2 separate regions of the Capsicum annuum genome follow, and region 2 is linked to region 1. The links are chromatin contacts, called in public Hi-C maps. All regions are on one chromosome and are shown on one strand. The core of a region is the stretch at or near the end of the contact, and the rest is flanking DNA. Distances in the headings are between cores, read along the strand shown.

What was found. A called contact is a pair of places that touch in the nucleus more often than the background predicts.
Region 2: a contact with region 1 is called in a Hi-C map of bud, with 3 times the contacts expected there. The contact joins the enhancer-like site here to the promoter of LOC107860315 in region 1. A contact is called at or near these places in 3 of 5 Hi-C or Micro-C datasets (bud, leaf and placenta).

What each region holds. Positions count from the first base shown.
Region 1 is chr2:146,416,703-146,421,019 of UCD10Xv1.1, forward strand. It overlaps LOC107860315, which reads left to right and starts at 2,060. Exons shown (of 6, transcript XM_016705630.2): 1 at 2,060-2,405; 2 at 3,390-3,625; 3 at 3,718-3,976. The coding sequence starts at 2,376.
Region 2 is chr2:146,468,971-146,472,880 of UCD10Xv1.1, forward strand. No RefSeq gene overlaps it. Among protein-coding and RNA genes, the nearest start is that of LOC107860316, 22 kb to the right of the region's middle. Within about 2 kb of position 1,576, at least 1 of the 5 cell types and tissues checked has an H3K27ac peak or open chromatin away from gene starts, as enhancers often do.

The DNA of each region.
Region 1 (4,317 bases), core at 810-3,309:
ATACCCCAATACACAATAGAGTGTATAACTAATACCTGCATTAGTTATACATAGGGTAAAAAAATATACCAAACAAGGTACTACTAATATACATTAAACTAATGCATGCATTAACAATCCAATACACTCAACCAAACGACCCCTAAAGGATAAAGAAGAAGAGTAGAGAGAATAGAGAGAATAATTCTCATTTCTCTTGAAGGATCATTTACAATGAGAGGAACCTTTATTTATAGGAGAAAACTAATCTTGAGTTTGTAACTTTTTCATAAATAGACATACAAAATATATGTTAAAGTAGGTATTCACTATATATGATAAAGTAGATATTCATTATATATATGATACATTTATAATACTCCCCCTTAAATATCTAATTGATAGATAATAGGCATATATATTTGCTCATTAAACTCAGTGAGATAATCTCTCGTTAAAAATTTAAAGGAATGACGACAAGTAATCAAGTAGTACTCAAATACACATTCTTGGGGTCATTATATTAGTGGTAGTGCACCTAAGAAGCACCCCACCAATAATTTAATGTTAGTTGTGTTTTGATTTTTTCCTTTCTATATTTTGAAAATTCCTAATTTTTATTAGTTTAGGAATATTTTATTGTCCGAATAAACTTGGAAAAGAATAATATATTGCCTTTGTAGATAGAAAAACCTTTTTTTTTTATATATATTTTAAAAAATTCATAATTTCTTTTGATTTAGAAAGTTTCTTGTCCTAGTAAATTTGGAAAGAAAAACATAAATTGAAGAATCTTTCTCTTATAGGTTTGAAATTACTTGCAATTTATATATAAAATTTGTGACTACCTTTTCCTTTTATGGTTAAAAACTTTCCCAACTTCTATTTTTGTGCGACAATTAAGCTTAGCTACACCTTAATTAAATAATTATAAATTCATTTTCTCTATTTTGCTTTTGTGAGTCATTGTGTACTGGCTAACATTCTAAACTTTAATTTTTACTTATCATATTTCACTTAATACATTCATTGAGAAAATAATTATTAGTTCTGATCATTTTATGATAATACTCCTATTAATTGATGATTGTTATTGTGTCTTAAATTAGTTTGAGGAATATGTTAGGTTCGAAATCGAGAGTGCATCATGCAGAAGCTAATAGCTGCAGACTATTGAGACGATAAATAAAATGGCAAGAAAAATATACTAAAACATAATATTATTGGTATGATTAGGCTAATAGGCCTACATATTAAAAATCTAAATAAAAAACATAAAAATTAATTGAGAAAAATTTTCTCTAAACAAAACTTTTAAAGACTACATTGTGATAGAGTTGTGTTATGACTTGATAAGAGAAATCTTCGGTTACAAAATCCTTCTTCTACGAACGAATAAACCTAATAGAAATCTAATAGGAAAGAGATCTTTTTCTACTAGGAAATATTTTTCACTAAATTTTTTTTGAAGTAAAATACAATTATGGTAGAATCCAAGTAAGGTAGGAAATTCAAGAAAAACTTAAGGTAAAATGGATTTTATTTATTTATTTTTTTATCTTTTTTCATATGTCAAAAATGACAAGTTAGTGGAAATTCAATTAGGAAATATTTCCTTTATTTCAAAATAATCGACTCTATACTATTATTAAGAAAATATTTATTAGGAGTTTATTTAATTAAATTAGTCTTATTAATTATATTTTAAAAATATAAATTTAATTATATACACATTATATAGTTATTTTAATAAAAGAATATCAATATTTTTTTTATTTTTTAAATAGAATAATTAATTGAAAACAAACTTTTAACAAGATGATGAATTAAAACGAAAAGAACGGAATAACCATTAAAATTGGTATAGTGGTTCAGCGCTATGTCTTTTAAGCAAGAGATCGAGGGTTTGATCCTCATCTCTAGCGACTAGACTAGCGAATAGAGTAAACTCTATGTCAAGTTTTCTACTGTAAAATGTGCTGACTGAAGAATGAAGGATTAGTCTCGTAATTATCGAGCGCAGGCTACTTGGAAAAAAAGAAAAGAAAAGGACGGAATAAGTAAACAGTAAATTTGAAGGAGGAGACTATAGACATGTTTCCACATAATTCTGTCCTAGAAAATCTAAATTGAAAGAGACCATCAGCAGCAAAACTTGAGAGGTGTTTCTTTCTTGATGCGAGTGCACTTCCAGCTGTTGACCCTTTAAAGCCCTCTTCCTCAAACCCTCTGCTTCCATTACATACACAGCTGATACATACATAAAGCACAGGCATTTGAACTGCTGAGTATATATATACTGTGAGAAAAAGGGGCCAACAGTAGTTCAAGATTTTGAGTTTTCTATACACCCTTTTCATTTTTCTTTGTTTATTTACTTACAAGTAGGAGATAAGATGGTTGAGGAAATTTGTTTCTTTGCAAAGGTTTGTGCTTTTAACTTTTCCATTCTAGTTTTTCATTCTAAACATTTGTGTTCCCTTTTCCTTTTCTGTAGCTCTTTTTGAGTATGTTAAGCTGAGATCCAGCTGAAAATTTGTTCTTTGGAATTGGGTAATTTACATTCTTGTTTGAGCTGGAAACACAGCTCCCCCCTCTTGTTGTTGGGTTCTTTGTTGGTGCCACAGTGAATGTTTTGGTGGATTCAAACTTAAAGTTATCTTGGAGTATATTCTTGTTGACAAAAATAATTTCACTATTATTTGTGCAGTACTTCGTGTGGAAACAGTGGAAAAACTTGTGCATCCTCTTGTATTTGTTCTTCGGATTTCTGATTAAAACGTTTTCAACTTCAGCAGAAATTTTGAATACTCTTTTTTTCCCTTTTTGATAACTTAACTGTGGTGTCCGGGCCAGATTGGATACCTGTCTCCTCCCCCCGGCAACAGGTACCAGCTAACTCTGTATACCATTGTAGAACAGATGAGAAGAAATCATCTGGTGTTTGTCTCATTTGGAAATTGAACCTAGACCTCATGGTGTGCAACCCACTTCATTGGACGACTGGGTCACACCCTTGGTTGTAGAAATTTTGAGTTTTCTAAGTTCAAGTAGATATAAATTTTACTTATTCATATACTTTCAGAGACAACTAGCTGAGTATAACTTATCTTGTAACCTAATTTGTGCCGGTGGTATTGCTTTCCCTTGAAATACTTGTTCTGTTTTTCCCTTTGCAGTCACTAATTGGGATTGTTTATCTCTTCTTTCAATAAATAAATCACCTTTCTTTACAATTTGGTTATGGTTTTATTGTTCCTTATGTTGTAGCTTTTTAATTGAGCTTATAAACCCAAAGGTAACTTGTATCTTGCTTAATCTGTGGTATAAGGTTAAAGTGATAAGTAACTTCGCCTTTGTCTTTTTCTTTCCAGTTTCATATTGAATATTGGCTTGTATTTGAATGACAGGATAGTATCATCATAAAACCTCCCAAGAAGTCTCCAGCATTGTTAAGGATGGTGGTTGTAGCTTTTACGCTGATCTTTGGTATTTATATCTGTTCAATTTGTCTTAAACAAACTAACATGGAGAAAACGAGCAAATACTTGAACATTGAAGTCATAGAAAGGCCTTGTCATAACTATGACATGGATCGATCCCAAATTCCATACGTGCATTATCCGAAGCCAAAAACCTTTAGCCGGTATGTAGTTGAGAAATTTCGGTTTGATTCTTAAGCTTTCGTCTTACACGAATTTGCCTGGACTCAATTCACCTCCATTTTATTTGATTTAGGAACGAATGTGGCTGTAATCCTGTACGGCTCTTTGCCATTCTCTCAATGCAGAGGTCTGGGAGTGGATGGTTTGAGACACTATTGAATAGTCATATGAATGTAAGCTCCAATGGTGAAATATTCTCTGTCAAAGATAGGAGAGAAAATGCTTCTTCAATCCTGAGGACATTGGACACAGTTTACAATTTGGACTTCTTTACGAGTGCTTCCAAAAATCATTGCTCGGCTGCAGTGGGCTTCAAATGGATGTTTAATCAGGTAATAACTTTTTGTTACCTTAAAAGTGTCCCTTGTCATGCTTCAGATTCTATATGTTGGAAAGCTTGAAGGTAGAGATGAATATGGAGTAGTTAAGGCCTCTCTTGAACTCCTTACGACTCCAGAGTTTTTCCAGATAGTTAACTGTGACTCCACATCGCCAAAGTATTTCCCCTTTTGAAAAGGGGAAAGGTCCTCTTGAACTTGTAGCCTGGGGTAGAAGGTCAAGTTTTACTTGTTGAAAAGAATTAATTATTACAAGAGAGCTTCTCTTTGGAGAATCCCTTTGCTACACTCGACTTAAAGGAACCTGCGAACTCATTCACAAGGAAACTCATATG
Region 2 (3,910 bases), core at 326-2,825, 52 kb after region 1:
GAATACAGCGATCGTAAACTGAATACAACGGCTATAATGATAATTACGTAAAATATAGCTATGAAAGGTGAGTTTTACAGTAAACTCTCAGAGAGAGAAAAAGTTTGAACTAATTAATGATCAAACAAAACTTTTTTTAATCCAAATAGTAACTTAACACAAATAAATTTGAACGGTGGAGGGAGTCTATCGTTTTAAATATGGCTGAAGAAAGTAAGCAGGATACTGCATGGACGGTGCATTATACTTTACAATAACTTTAGTTAGCTGGTGCCAAATCCCTTGATTATATTAATATGACGTTACATTCCTATTGTCTGAATTTTATAAGTGGATACTATTTGAGTTAAGGATCTACCTACGGATCTGCTCTAATTTCCACCAGAATTATCATTGAATATCGAATTGTATGAACTATGATCATTTAATCCACAAGTTTGAAAATGCCGTTATACTTTCTTGTGTGCTAACTGCTAATATTACTCAATACATTCCTCAAATTTAACATTTTTAGTATGATCGCTCACGTGCAAACTTGATTCGTTTTTATGAATTAAAGCGGGCGGTGGATTCTTTAAAGTAAAAGGTGATCATCTAATTTGTGTACTCAGGACTTGACCTGCATGCCTTAATACGAAATCAGTGCAATTAAAATAAAAAGTTTGCTAGATAGGTAGCGGACTTCACGTTCTCATGCCTTTCTGCATATGTACCTGGTCTTGTAAAGAAAAAAAATGTAGCTGTACTCAACATTGAATGTACCTAGACGTTCTTAATGTCTTTGGGGGGTTTGTGTGTGTGGGTGGGGGCGGGGGTGGGGGTTAGGGGATTGGAGGGGTGGATGATTAAATGGGGTGCTTGGTTAATTAAACTGACAAGTTACACACCCATGTGTTCATAAGAGACCAATAACTTGCTAACAAAGCTTGACAGAGTCGCCAAGAATTAAGATATATATTTAATTGTTTATTCAAAGATTTTTTTAAATATGTTATTTCTTTGGGTCAAATGATTAAAGAAAACCTTGACATAGAGTTGTTTAGTAGGAGGGATAATGGATAATTAATTTTAAGTTGAACTTATTTCATGTTTAGTTGAGATAAAATTCATGAAATACCTCATCCTAGAATTGTAATGTTACTTTTATCTCTTATTGAGTGTGAAATAACTAATCCAAAGCTAGCTAATTTTGAAATAACTTATTTTCATCTAAACGATCCTAAATCTTAGAGAAAAGGACACCGAGACAACGTCATATATTATTAGTACTGTATCGTCCTCCTTTTTAAAATTTTAAGGAATAAATTGAATTGACATTTACCAACCGTACGTCAAATGAATCTTAAAAGTTACTAGGAGTATTATATATGAAAAGACAAAATTAGGTACAATACTAGAACAGTAGTAGTGTTTCTAAGAAAGAAAAAGTACACATGAAGTTGAACTTCGAGTTTAATTTGGAGTTCTGACATCTGACCCCACTATATATAAAAATAATTTAGGGATAGTGGTAGTTAAGTTAGTTTATGTTTAAGGCATAAGCAGTCTTAAACCCCACATTGATACGTGAATTACGTTATTTTTAATGATAAAGATACGCTTAGTAAATTAATTGCCTAGGCTAGTAGGTTGTCCAGGCCTAGATTCTCTGGGGGTCGTTTTATACGTAGATAATGAATAATAATCTCAAATTAAAATACAAAATTATTTTTATCATATGTTCAATTAATTAGCTAGAGATATTAAATAATCTCAAAATTATTTATCCAATTAAAATTATATAATTAGTTACGTCATATAAATATTGAAATAAATTTATCTATCTTATTCCCATATCAAACAATCCTAAGTTTCGTATTTCTTTTCTTTATATATAAAAAAAAAAAAAAACATTGGACCCATGGGCCATGTCACATGGAGACAGAGGTTCGTGGGTTGATTAACAAAATCAGCAAGTTGAAGCATGCGCATTAGAGAGTACGGCTTAGATTTCTGTTTGTCCTAATATAATTTAATATTACTAATACTTTTTTGATTAGGGCTAATAGTGTTAATTAATTAAGAGATCTAGCTTGGACCCATCAACTAATTGGGAGGTTGAAAATGACAGCACACTATTAGTGGAGATTCTTGATTTTGACAAAGCTTAAAGAGGGAAGTGATTTTCTAGTCAAAGGAAAATTAGTCAAAATTAAAGTAGTGTACTGAAACCATGGCCAACAGAGCTAAATTATACTATTTGCTTGTTTATCTCTTCCTAATTCTAATGATTTTTGGCACAACTATTTTTTCAGGTTATGGTAAACAAGGGATTAAGGGATGTTTAGCTGTAAAGCCCATTGAAAAAAGAAGTATGACCAGACAGCACAGAAAGAGGCTGCCTACTATTAGTACTGAAGAAGGTCATAGTCCAGGTGTGGGACATAAGCCTCAGAACTAGCTAGCTAACTTGTTCTTCCTGTTTTGTTCAGTATTTTTTTGGTGTGTGTGTGTTGTATTCCTGAACAAGCATAAGTTATTAGGATTTGAGGATTGCTGTTGTTCGATGTGATCACATCAGGGATAATAGAACTGTGGTTTTGCTCAGGTGTTTTGACAAAACTCAATAACTTTAATCTAGAACCTTGTGCTTATGGTTAAAATCTAAGTTTCGCCTCAAATTCCATGTGATTTGAAGTATAGTATTGTACTCAACTTGATATGTATGAAGATTGATCGTCCTTCAAACGGTGATGGCTTCCAAATATACACGTGTATATTGTTAAAATATTCTTATTTATATTTTTGTCACTTCTATTAAAGTCAAAAGAGAAGAGGGTAATACATAAGAGGGGCAAAACTTTGGACTAAACATGCAGCACAACGAATGGACATAATCAACCAATTTTAGCAGCAGTAGTGTGAGCTTCTAAATGTGTAGTGGAAAGCTAGACTGGCAGTCTAAACTCTTAAAATTCAGCCAACCATAAACTCAAGAGAATATACCTCAATTCATAGTGTAGTGTAATAATAAATTATACTCCTTCGGGTTTCATTTTATATGATACATATGAATGAATGTGATATTGAGGTTAAACTAATATTTATATTTACAAAACAATACAAATTATATAGGTAACATGAAACATTTCATAATAAGTATAAATTGAACAGGAGGAAGTACCTAATATATTGATATAATTACAGTGCAATATCTTTCCGTGATCTTGGTAAATTTATATAATTAAAAAATAGCCAGCAAAATGGAAAATTTTGCATATTTGAGTATAAATGTACATATAATATACACATTATTTATATAAACATACACAATCAGTATATATGTTCTATATATTTTGACTAGCCACACGTAAATTACACAAATACACAATTTATGTTTTTAATATTACAAAAAATCTCAACTTCCTAAACATATTACAAAAATTCGGCTATGTTATGTATATTAATAGGGAGAGAGAATAAAGTAATTTAAAAAGTAGTGAGAGAGTGTAATTACTTTCAAAAGGGTTGGTATTTATGTTATTTATACAAATTACAAAATAAAACAACTTATCTTTCATTAATTACAAAAAATCCAAACTTCTCAAACTTATTACAAAAATCTCATTTTTGGTGTTTCTCTCTCAAAAAGTAAATACACATAAGTAAGATGTATTCTTTCACCATTTTCACCCTTAAAACTCTCCTAAAATCAAGCATCGGTTACCATTTTGAATACAACTGTACTTGGCTCCAACTTACAACATTAAATTTTATCTTAATCTCCATTGATTATTCTGATTTTTAAGTGTTGAGGTTGGTATTTTTTTTCATCATTTACTGAATCGATTTTTGAGGATTTTTGAATGAAGTAATTGTTGCATGTTCTTATTAAGTGTTTTTTGGGGTTTCTTCTTTAACAAAATTTTTG